Linked DNA regions of Zea mays: region 1 is linked to region 2. A link is a contact called in public Hi-C data. All regions are on one chromosome and are shown on one strand. The core of a region is the stretch at or near the end of the contact, and the rest is flanking DNA. Distances in the headings are between cores, read along the strand shown.

Evidence for each region. A called contact is a pair of places that touch in the nucleus more often than the background predicts.
Region 1: a contact with region 2 is called in a Hi-C map of tassel, with 3 times the contacts expected there. The contact joins the promoter of LOC100383253 here to the promoter of LOC100383506 in region 2. A contact is called at or near these places in 4 of 25 Hi-C or Micro-C datasets (ear, endosperm, leaf and 1 more).

Annotation. Positions count from the first base shown.
Region 1 is chr1:20,377,345-20,383,680 of Zm-B73-REFERENCE-NAM-5.0, forward strand. LOC100383253 reads left to right here and starts at 4,780. Exons shown (of 7, transcript NM_001175914.1): 1 at 4,780-5,027; 2 at 6,018-6,326. The coding sequence starts at 4,860.
Region 2 is chr1:20,155,811-20,162,288 of Zm-B73-REFERENCE-NAM-5.0, forward strand. LOC100383506 (Putative pumilio homolog 7 chloroplastic) reads right to left here and starts at 3,771. Exons shown (of 5, transcript NM_001176154.1): 1 at 2,190-3,771; 2 at 1,642-1,804. The coding sequence starts at 3,577.

The DNA of each region.
Region 1 (6,336 bases), core at 3,530-6,029, 220 kb after region 2:
CCCTTCGGCACAACTATGGCGGCCAAAGCGGCAGTCTTTCTCTTTTTTTCCTTGCCCACGCAGCAGGTAGCGGTAGTCAGGGTATATGAAGCCAATCGCATAAAATACCATATTCAGTCTTTTCTCCCCCCGGTCCCCCGAAGGCTGCGGTCAGGGCATCATCTTCGGCTTTGCTATATGCTCCAAGTAGCTCGTCGCTAATAGCCTCAATACTTTTAAACCAATCATCATTTGGCTCATCAAACCGGTCTCTGAATCTGAAGGTATACTTCAATCGGACCAACCCACCTTCGGTTGACTCGGCAGTAGTATCCTTCGGCATATCCCAGTTTTCCACAAGTAGCCATATTCTGTATGCTATGTGCTCTTGAACTATATCCCTTGTGCCAATGAAGGCGCAAACGTTGCTAAAAGCCTTTTGGCATGCTTCGTCATTCTGATCGATTGTCACCTTCGGCCTCCGAAGGCCGAAACGAGACCAGATGGGACGTTGGATGATTTCTTTAATGTCCTCTCTTTCAATCAGGTCATTCTTGACATAAAACCATTCTTCCATCCAGGCCCCAGGCCATCTTTTTCGGAATGTAGGAACTAGATGGCTTGCATTGGATCGAGCAATGAATCTGTAACAACCAAAGTTGTTGTGATGCTGCTCCTTACCGGTAGCCTTCATCTCGTACGAAAGTTCATGCATGCTACAAAAACACCTTGCGCTTGGTTCCAATCCTTGAATTCTCACAGCCCAAATAAACAAACCCATCCTGATTATAGCTTCAGGGGTAAGTTGATGAAGAAAAATCTGAAACGTCTTCAGTACTTCAACCATGAATCTGCTCAACGGGAACCGAAGCCCTGCTTTCAAAAAGCTTCAGTAAATAACCACCTCATTTACTTCAGGAGTAGGAGCAGCGCTGTCTCCTCCAACCCTCATAATAGTCATGTCGCGGAAGTATCTTCCTCTCATCGCATCAACATGACTTTGTTTGATAGTCGATTTTCCGAAGATGGTATGGCTTGGTCGCCATGGCCGATCTTCAGAATCTTCGTCTCCACTTTCTGCATCATACTCATCACTGTCGTCGGAGTCTTCAGACAGATCCGCCAGTATTTCTCTTGTAATTTTTTCTTTGTTCGTTTTTGCCATAGATTCGAAAAACCCAGCTATGAAAAGGATCCACAACTTTTTTCTCTTCAAACAACTTCGAGTCCTCAGTTATCTTCGTCTCCTCAGTCATGGCGAAAACATGTCTTTAAACCGAAGCTCAAAAAGTTTGAAAATTAGGCGAGAGCTAGTGAACAAGAACTAAAAGTTTGAGAAAATAACACAAATGGCAGAAATGGCGTATCAAATGCTGCCGGTGTGGGTTCCTATTTATATGCCTGGTGCTTTGCAACTTGGCGGGCCCCGTCAGTCATTGACTGTTGCTATTCTAGCAAAGGGAAGGTGTTTTTTTGGACCTTCAACTTAAGGCCTTCGTTCACGTCGCAGCCTGAATTCGTTGCTATAACAAATTAATACTGCGAGGGGTTACTGTTGGGGGGCTTCGTCTTCCAAAGGTCCTCAAAAACACGATTAACAATGTTTACCAAGTATAATATATGTATAGGAACCTTCGGACTCGAAGTGAAGCTGTACACAATATAGAAAGCATGGTCGGGACGAAGGTTGAATCAGTTCCGAAGCTTCGAAGGACGAAGGACGAAGGAGATAATGCTTTGAAGGACGAAAGACTTTAACCATTAACATTTTGTTGCCTTGTTCTTAACTCATAGCATTTGAGAACAAGTTCCCGACAACTATGTTAATGGGAATATGGAGCGACCACCCGGAAAACAGTGCTACTACAAGGGTGGAATGAGACGTCCTTGGCTGAATAATTAGGAAAGCTAGTGTGAACTAAACCTTTCTCGAAAGGGGCAAGCGGGGTGGAAGAGTGCAGGTGTAGGGAGGTCCTCGGGTCAGACTGTCTTTTTAGCTTTTTGGATGAGGGATTCCTACATCGCCTTCGGCCTAGAATCCGTAGCGGGTTCTCTCCTCTCGTGGAACTATGTAAAGGCTTCGCAGTGGATCCCTAGCCACTCACCTTGGGAGTGTCTAAGGGTCTTGCAAACCCTGACTAAACGGGAAACACGTCTTGTGGATAAAGATGCGCAACCTCTACAGAGTGTAAAGCTGGTATATCAGTCGTGCTCACGGTAATGAGTGGCTCGGACCCTCACGTGAGTAACTTATGGAATTAAACTTAATCTGTCATTTGCATTGCATTTTGGGTTTTTTTTTGTTAATTGTGATCAATTATTTAATTAGGTTGATATCTACTTATACTTAATAATTGCTGATAAAATTTTAACCAACACTAAAAGTAATGCTCAACTTTAAATATTTTCTTTGGTAAGCCTTATACTTGACCTGAGCCCCCACGTAGGTGAGCTCATGCACATTATTACTCACAACTTATTGAGCGATGAACGAATGTGAGCTCACTCTTGCTATACTCACAACCCCCTAGGTCGAGGACATGTACCGCCAAGATGAGGAGCATGAATGATGTCGTGATGAGTTCGTGAGAGATCTAGGCCGTCGTCTCCTAGTCAATTATGGTTGTGGAGGATCGATCTCTTCATATGATGTAATTATTTAACTATTTTGTACAGAACCCCTACTGTGTAGTAAAGATGCGACATTTGTTTTTGTACCATGAGTTACCATATGTGTGAGACTTGATCCTAGCACACATTTAATTCGCGTTCGGGTTTGTCCTTAAATCTGGGCATGGCAGTCTAGGACGTGCTCGATGACAAGGAGGAGTGAGATCCACGGCACTGGATATTTGACACAGGGACTTCTAACCATATGACTGGATGCTACAATGCCTTCTCCGACTTTGACACAGGCTGATGGACGTCTCCGGCATGGTCTGGTTTGGCGATGGATCGACGGTGAGCATCAAAGGACGCGATACCATGCTCTTCAAGTGCAAGGATAGACAACATTGCGGGCTCTCCGACACCTTCATCGCGCATCTCATTGCCAACATTGTGAGATGTGGGCAGTTGGATGAGGATAACCGTGAGATCCTAATCAAGTTCGGCGTGATGCGAGTCCGAGACGAACAACACCGAATTCTCGCTAAGATACAATGGGGGTTGATGCGATTGCATGTGCACAACCTCGCCACTGCACGACCAATCTACCTGGGTGCACACGTTAGAGAGGACGTGATGCCTTTCTATCTTTAATTAGGCAGAGCGCGAGAAAGGGAAGGAGCGGAAGATAGGGCGCCGACGCTGCGAGGTAGATGAGTGTCGGAGAGGGAAATCTCCGGCCGGGTGGCGGAATGCACCCGCCCTAATCCTAAGATGAGGAGGGGGCTTAAGCGTTTTTCCTGTTGGTAGATGAACGATGAACTCAAGAACACGCAAGAGTTTAGAGTGGTTCGGGCCGCCGGAGCGTAACACCCAACTCCACTGTGTAATGTATTGAGCTTGTTTGAACTTGTGAGCCTGAGCTAGGTCTAAGTGTGCTTAAGTCTCCCTTGTAACGTTGCATGCCTCCCCTTTTATAGCTCAAGGAGGGCGTGTACAAAGGTGCTGAGCCCCGACATGTGGGCCAGGAATATAATGGATGTAATACTTAGAGTTGCTGGAGCAATCTTCTTGCACCCTGACATCCACGATCTGCGTGGTATTGGCGTGCAGGGGAAGCTTCCCTGGCAATGCATAAGTGATGGTGGACACAGTGCACCTTGCAGCATGGGCGTACTGTTTGGCAATGGACTGGACAGGCACGCCGCCTGCAGGATGGCATGGACGTCGCCTGCCAGCTGAGTGGACAGGTCACAATAAATGCTGAGGTGGCACATCGCCTGTCAGCAGAGTGGGCAGGCGACGCGTCTTCTCTGCAATAAATGCAGAGACCGCGCGACCCAGAGGCCTTACGTCAGGCTCCGCCCACTGACTTACGTCACGGGCAACAAGCCATGTGGCAGCATCGGGCCTCCGCTTAAGCGGGGAGCGTAAGCGCACATGATAAAGCCTGGACACGTGTCAGTTCCAGACCCTTGCTTAGGCCAGGGTATCCCCTGTCCCGGGACCTTGCTGTGGGTGGCCTGGACCTCGCTCAGACGGGTCCGGACCTCAGCCAAGGGGTCCGGCTTGTTTGCATGGGAGCCCTGGAGCATACTCGGAGATCCGGGTCGTGAGTATAGGGGTCCGGCGCTTTCTTGAGGAGGTCCAGACCTACTGAAGGTATCCTGGAGTATACCACCTTTTCCGGCCACGTGACGACCCCGGAGCTACCTATGCGGAAAGGTTGGGTGCTGTTTACCGCGCAACTAGAGATAGCTGCGCGGGCTCCGTGTTTTTATGCTGTAGTAAGGGGTACCCTGGTCTAGGGTACCGACAATGAGGATGGCCAAATTCGAGAAAATGGCGGCGTCTGCGTCGAAGCGGTGAAAATGTTAGGGTAAAGAAACGTGAATCAATGGGCTTTTAAATGAGAAACCAAATAAAGGCCCATTACGATTTGGTTGAGAATGATTAGGATGATCCGGCTTGATCGTTACACAATGGATTACTCTAGTTATTTAAAGTATAGAGCTTTTAATATATAGACTATATATATAAAAATTATTGTATAAATGTATTAAAAGTCTAAAATAAATTTTAATTGGGGACAGATAAGTACATACAACTAAACCTACCCAGAAGTCGCCGCCCTTTGCCTAGACTCCTTGAGCCTTCTCGTCTCCCCCCTTCGTCCGCACCCTATAACCTTTGCATCATCTTCCTTGCCCGCGCCCTAACCCTTGCACCCTCCTCCTTGCTGCCGCCGGGGCCGATCTCCGCTGCCGCCAGCCATGGAGGACTTCTGCGTGGTGTGCGCAGATACGCTGGAGTGGGTGGCCTACGGTCCGTGCGGTCACCGCGACGTGTGCTCCACCTGCGTCGCTCGCCTCCGTTTCGTGATGGACGATAAGAAGTGCTGCATCTGCAAGACCGTCTGCCCCTTCGTCTTCGTTACTAAGGTTCGTACCTCCAGGGTTTGGTCTCCCCGGGCGGGACTAGTTCCTTATCTATGGTGTGGTTACGCTGTTGGATCTTGGGGTCATCTAGGGTTTCGGTCGGATTGCCAGATTGGTTCTTTCTATTGGAATTAGATGTGAAGGATCCCGTTCCGCGACTGGTACCATGAACGTTTTAGGTAAAATAGCGTGAATATACGATGCTTTTGACATCTTGTAGCCTGATATGGTCAGCATAGGTGTCTAATGATTTACTAGTTGACTGGATACTCGAGGCTTTGATGTGGTCTCTATCAGGAGGAAGGTTACACTAATCATTTTAGGTTTGTAATTTTAGCTTTTCAGATGATTGTTAGGTTTATCAATTGGATTGTTCGAGACTTTATGTATATGTGTTTGGTTTTTAGAGTGCTAATACTAAAAATAGTACTATTTATGTGTTGTACAAAAAAATATGTGGTGAATTTCATGAATGAGAGTATTTTTATGTGAGTTGACAACATTTATTCCTGAGTCGTACTTGTTCAGATGATTAATACACAAAATATCTTGTGTGGTATTTTTGTGTGCTTCATGTTTGATTACTATATTGATCCTGTAGGAATATTGCTAGTGAATTCTTAGTTACTTTTCCAAGTTTTATCTTCTGTAAATTTTTACTAGAATCATTGTTGGTCATGAAGCTAGTATGTTCTGCATCGTTAAGACAGTTACTGTTTCCCCGGCATTAGTATGGCCGGTGAACACTGCTCAAGTTTTGTATTCATAGCTAATCTTGTAGTGCCTTGTAAACTTCGGACATCAAATTTGACAAACAAGAAATTTATGCGAGCTTCTATGTGTGTATCTGGCTTTTTGCACACTGAATCGTTATACATTGTATGTTGCCAAAACACACTTAGAAACGTTAACATACTGTTCTGAGCTTATTTTCCATTTTAAAGGACAATAAGATTGCATGTGAATATAAATATATATTTTTTCATTACACAGGCCATGGGTGAATACACTAGAGTGGTTGCTGATTTCTCAGTGTTCCCCATTGGGGTAAATGAGGGCAAAGCTGGTGATTTCTGGTACCATGAGGATACTCAGGCATACTTTGATGATGTGGACCACTACAGGATGATACGGGCAATGTGTCGACTTTCTTGTAGCGTTTGTGACAATGCAGAAGATCAGGTTGCCCTTGCTGCTCAAGCAAAGCGCAGAAGCAAGTTCAGGAGCATCGATCAACTAAAGGGACATTTATTCCATGTGCATAGGTTGCACATGTGCAATCTTTGCTTGGAGGGGAGGAAGGTGAAATACT
Region 2 (6,478 bases), core at 2,521-5,020:
GAACATGGATGGACAATGGTTCCCCATCCATGTCCACGAACCCGATGGAGACTAAATTTCCCCGTCTCAATATTCGTGGGGACTAAATTGCCTCCATCCCCATCCCCTAATAGAGAAATCTCTCGTGGGTAATCGGTGATCAAGTCCCTATTGCCGTCTCTAGTTGAGAATTACGAACACAATTGTCTCTGTTTCAATAATTCTCTATCACAGTGCATATAAAACCATGTGTAAGCACAAAAAAATATCTTCCCATGCACAAGGTACATGCCAAATACAATATTGAATGGGAAGAAATAGAAGATCTCATAGTCAAACCCAAGTTCAGAACAAATGATAAAACACCTTAAGGTTGATCATGAGACATCATCACCGCTGAGGTTAAAAAACACAAGATCTCATATCAAAAGGGCCTCTGGTTGAGTTGGTTAGGTGGTCTGAGTAGTACTCCTGAGGTCCTGAGTTTGAATCCTAGTGGAAGCAAATTTCAGGCTGAGGTAAAAAAGGTTACTCGTTGGTTTCCATGGTTTTGTGCATATGAGATGGACTGGCCTATGGAGGGCGGATCCTCGTGTAGGGGCTGAGAGGGCTAAAAGCACGAGTAAAGGTCTAACCAATAGGGGGCAAGCCCTCATGGTGCACAGGGGTCAGCTTTCGTGAATTTTCTTGGTCGGGGCTCCGATTGAGCTTTTTCTTTATATAATATCGTGGGAACGGTTTTCTCCTACCGACTGAGTAGACATCACCACCGCAAAAACAAGATATGCATACAGAAATGGTTCTCGACACTTAAATACTGGTAATTTAGTTGAGCATAGCCATAGTTTAGTTATTAGTTAATGAACTTAGTTGAATCTAGTGTATAATGTCATTTCCAGATCTCAAGCTTTCTAAATGTCTCAAATTCTGTCTATAACTTTGGATTCAGGTGAACCAGACCTCACAAATTCATTGATACACAAAATTAAGAATTAAATCATAGTATCATACTGTTTGCAAATGCAAACAAATTCCATGTACAGCATGTACGAGAGTAAACTAGAGTGGTTTGGTTTGTACACAAAGTCATGGATATTATTTGTCACGAAAAAAATGCTAAGATCCAAGAGAATTTACATAGAGATGAGTAGACTTAACATTCGTTGGTTTGCAAGCAGTGGCGGACTAGGCACCCAGGCACCGCAGGCCACGGCCTGGGCTGCCTCGTCAATCGAAGAGTGCAAATCAAGTCTAAATATATGAGCTCTAGATAGAAGCAAGCAAGCACTATAGTGTAAGCACAGGCACAAACGATTGTGGTGTAATCTTGCCTAGGCTATCTTTAATTCCTGGGTCCGCCACTGTTTGCAAGCATATATACTTTTGAAGAAAATACCCCACTTCAAAAAAAAACATGTCTGATTACGATTACAGATGCATATGAACATGAGTTCCTAGCTGAAATTATGATATGCTTAACTCTACTCCTGCAACCAGTAAATTCCATGTGTTAGCATCAGTTATCTAACTTATGAATCAGTTATTAAAAGTATCAAAGTCAATAAGATGATTAAAATGCAACAGCCACTTATTACTCGAAGGCAGATTTTTTTTTACAAATAGAAGAAACAAGTTTACAAACTAGTAGGAATCGTTATGTACCTTGTTATCCTCAGCTCCAAAGTTTGCCAGACATTTCTGTATTACATGAGTACCATTGGGGTCATTGACAAGTAGCATGAAACCTGGCTGTAGGGCTGAAATAATGAGTATAATCAGCTCTCTGCTCGTAACTTTCTCTATTAATCTCTGTACTACCCTTGTCCTGGAACAAATAAATAAAATAGAATCATCAGATCATTGCATGCCCTTACTAAACAAGAGGGGTCACATTGCAATGTAGCATCACAGCACACTTGTTCTGATGCCCGTGTACTTTATTATACTGACCCCAAAGCACAACATTCTAAAATCAACAATTATCCTAATTGGTTGCTAAGGCTGTCTACATCAGCCTTACCTATCCCACCTTATAGTTCAAAATCCACTCTATAAACAGTACAGCCTACAGTGCAAAACAGTACAAAACAAAGTTTTATAAGACTATATGCACGATATGCTGGCCACATCCTAAATATAAATGTTTGTAATGTCAGACAGGAATCATGATACACTTTTTCTGATTATTTTCCAGAAGAAAAGATAATTACCCATGTGTGTTTAGAGAGATGGCAATCATCTTCACAGGGTCCTGCGTCAGCGCTAAGATGATCCTCAGTCTTTGCCCTTCATCACACACTTCCACCATCTCCTGTACAAGATAGTTGCCAGCACTGCTGATCATAAGGTCTGCAATGTGGTTAATGATTCCTTCAAAGATCGCATCCACATGATGCTTCCCTTCCAAAAACTTGTCCTGCAAATACCGGCACCCATTTTTATCCTTGGCCATGTGGTAGTAGATGGATCCTTCCTTGACACGAACCACATCGTCAAACCTCAAAGTCCTCAAATTCCCAAGCTCCGGTGCTCTGTTATTAACACGCCGGAAACTCCTCTTCCTCTCACGTTCCAGGAAGTTCATGTTCTTCCCACCAAACATTAGACTGTTCTCGCAATGGTACGCCTCTGCTACAGGAATAGCACCATATGCATAGTGTCGCTTTGGTCCACCTCGGAAATCAAGGGCAGCGGGATTCGAGCTGAAAAACTCCGCACCCGCCTCAGTGGGACTGCTGTCAGGATGGAATGCCTCAAACTGATTTCTGCCTCTCACAAACCCGTTGTCTGCCACAGGGACACCACCATATGCATTACCAGCCTGACTGGAAAGCAGGTAGGACTGGGCGAAATCAGGCTGCACGAAACCTTGGCCCCAACCAATGCCAGTGCTGGTGTCCAGGGTTCTGGGAAAAACACCAAAGTTATCCAGGCCAACGTCCGACACGAGGCGATGCGGCCGTGCTGCAACGTACCCGTCAGCTTTGGCCTGATCAAGGAACACGTGTTCATGGCGGATGGAAGAACCTGACGCCGCGAAGTTGTACCCGTGGTAGGCGCCGTGCGCTGCGGGGACCTCGATCGGGGTCGTGCTCATGACTGGCGCTGGGCCCTGGCGCAGGAGCGCGGCCTGCGCGTCCCCGATGCGCAGGCTTTGGAGCTGGTTCACGACCAGCTGCTGCTCCGGGTAGTCCACCCCCAGCGCAAGCGGCGGCGGCACCACGCTACCGATGAATGGTCCTGGAACCGGTGACGGCGCGGGGAAGCCCACGCCCTCTGCATCCCCGCCGCCGCCGCCGCCGCGGAGTGGAGCACCATTTTCGCGACGGTTCAGGACCATGTCGTAGTAAGCGTCCTTGGCGTGGCGCTGCGCATCGTAGCCGTCGCCCCCCGGGGGGCAGTGTACCCGTCGGCCCCCCAGGCGCATTGGTGAAGCGTACCCGTCGCACCCCGAGGCGCCATGCACGCCGTTGCCGTCGCCGATGACGCCCACCCCGCGCTGCCGCCCCTGCGGGGAGGTGACCTGGGGGATCTCGCCGAGAAGCAAATCCAGCTCTCTGTCCTCCGTCCACTCCGCCGCCGCCTTCGCGGTCCTCATCTCAATAGCGATCAAGAACACTCGAACACGCACGCAACCCAAAGTCCCAACTCCCAAACGATGGGAAATCAAAACCCGAATCGCAGACCCGGAGCGGGGTGATGGGACGGCGATTCAGGGGATCGGGTGTGGGGGTGGATCAGGATTGGGGAGCAGGGGTTAGCAGTAGTGCAGGGAGGCGGAAGGGGAGGTGGAGAGGCCGGTGAGGCATGCAAAAGGGAAGAGCCGGAGGACGGCAGATGGGGTGTGCGGTTTTATAGCCAATCACTGGGCTTCAGGGCTGGGCTTGGCGGCTTTGGTCAGCTCTCTTCCTTGGTCCTTCTACCTCCTGCTGTCCTGCACTCGCATGGGTGGACACGCAACAGCCCTGTGCAGCGCATTTCAGGGATCTTTTAGGAAGAGGTTGCTAACATCGCGTTGTGTTTGTGTTTATATCACGATAAAACCGAAAACTTAAAACAGTCCCCTCATAATTTATGAATCGATAAAAAAATACTAGTAATGTTATGTTCACCGAATTGAAATCCGGAGAGGTTGTTACACTGCTTTGTTTGTTTTCATCATGCCTAAAAGTAGTACACTAAAAGGTCATGTAATGTTTTGTGAATCAGCATAAAATTATGAGAGGTTGTTTTTATCGTACTAAGATCTTGTTTGTTTTCTTACTAGATTATATAAGTTGGATTATATTAAAACTAGAAGAGTAAAATATTACTATGAGATCACAAATAAGCTGAAACAAGCTATCCAATACTAGCTTATTTCAACTTATTTATAGTTATAAAGTGATATTTTACCTTTATACCCTTACATTATAATCCAACTTATATAATCTAGAAGGAAAATAAATAGCTCTAAATTATATCCACAGTATGTCGTGTTCAACGTTTAAGATTATTTTTGTTTTCACCACATGTTTAACACTAAAACGTCCTGCCATATATTTTGTGAATCGGCAAAAAATATTATGGGCCTGACTGCTCTAGCTTTAAAAAAAATAGTAGAGCTAAGGATTTTTTAGCTCCAGCGTGGAACTATAATTTATAATATAAATTTAAATTGTTATAAAGTATTTAGTTTAAATAATGAACAAAATGACTTATCTAAATCTCTTCTAAACATTCATAACTCTAGCTCCACGATTTTCTAACCTTTTCCACCAACTCCATCAATTTTGTGGGGCTAGAGGAGTCCCAAACAAGTCCTTGGTAGAGCAGGTTATTAGGTGCTACAGAAAACTGTGGAACTAGAGTTGTGAATCTTTAAAAGACATTTAAATAAATTATATCGTCTATTGTTTAGATTAAAATTATTTTTACTATTTAAATTTATATTATAAAGTACAACTCCACATTGAAAATGGAACCTAGGGCCAGGGCCAGCCCTGGGTTTTCTAGGGCCCTAGACCAATCTCGATGTTTGTGCCTCTTAATTTATTTGTTCTATCGTCAATGATTATAGTAAATAGTGAGAAATAAGAACAATGAAAATAATTGTAAACCAATATAAATAATTTAAATGAGAAGAATATTTAAAGTAGTCTAAATTGCAATTTTAGATTATATATAGCTTTAATGTCTATCAAATAAATAACTCTATCGAATAAAGGTGCTAACATCAAATCATCCAACAAAGTTGTTTGCATCACTTATAATTCTATGATAAAATCATTGCGGTCAACATCAGATGAGTTATCGTAAGAAAAGGTTTCTGCAAAAGTAATGCAACACTTTCACAAATTATGGTCATCCAAAGACTTTAGGTTCTCGAAGTTTAATAAACAAACATGTTTTTAAATACCTTCAATTACTCGAATAATATATATTGTGATATCAATCATGACAAGAAAATAATTAACTCACTCACTCTGTGGTTGATAGTATTTCTTCCTCATCTTGATCATTTTGCTCATCAAAATGTTTCTTTCTCTTTGCCTGATGGTTTTTAGAAAACATTGGCTCTACATCCATCTCTTTTGTAATTTATTATGTGATTTTAATGCAACCATTGAAACCTTCGTCTCTATCCTTCTTTAAATACGAGATGACCCCTTTGATTTGTTCAAGTACAGTATATGTGAATACAATCTGAAATTGCATTTTTTTACTCAACATATCTATAGGAAAATGAAAGGGAATTAGGCTTACACATTTTTGCTGTTTGATTTTGATGGTTGAATTGCCCAACATAAATAATTGAACTAACTGGTTTGCTCTAGATTATGAGTTCTACAGGTGCCAAAGGTTCACATCAAACCAATAAAAAGACCGAAAAAGGATTCAAATAGAGAGAGCAAAAGTCAGCCGAAGTGTCCTCAGGTCTGGCGCACCGGACTGTCCGGTGTGCCACCGGACAGTGTCCGGTGCACCAGAGACTCCAACTCCGAACTGCTCACCTTCGGGATTTCTGGAGGGCACTCCACTATAATTCACCGGACTGTCCGGTGTAGCACCGGACAGTGTTCGGTGGCGCACCGGACTGTCCGGTGTGCCAGCGGAGCAACGGCTACTTCGCGCCAACGATCGTCTGCAGAAGGCATTAAATGCGCTACAGTGCGCGCCAGAGTCAGAGCAGAGCCAGATGGCACACCGGACACTGAACAGTGCCTGTCCGGTGCACCACCGGACTGTCCGGTGGCCCAGAAGACAGAAGCTCCAACGGTCGGAATCCAACGGTTTGGTGACGTGGCAGGCGCACCGGACTGTCCGGTGCGCCATGCGACAGTAGCCTTCACCAAACAACTAGTTAGGTGGTTGGGGCTATAAATACCCCCAACCACCCACCACTCATTGCATCCAAGTTTTCTGACTTCCCACACCTTACAAGAGCTATAACATTCAATACAAGACACACAAAAGAGATCAAATCTTCTCCCAAGTCCTTAGTTCATTCCAAATCAAA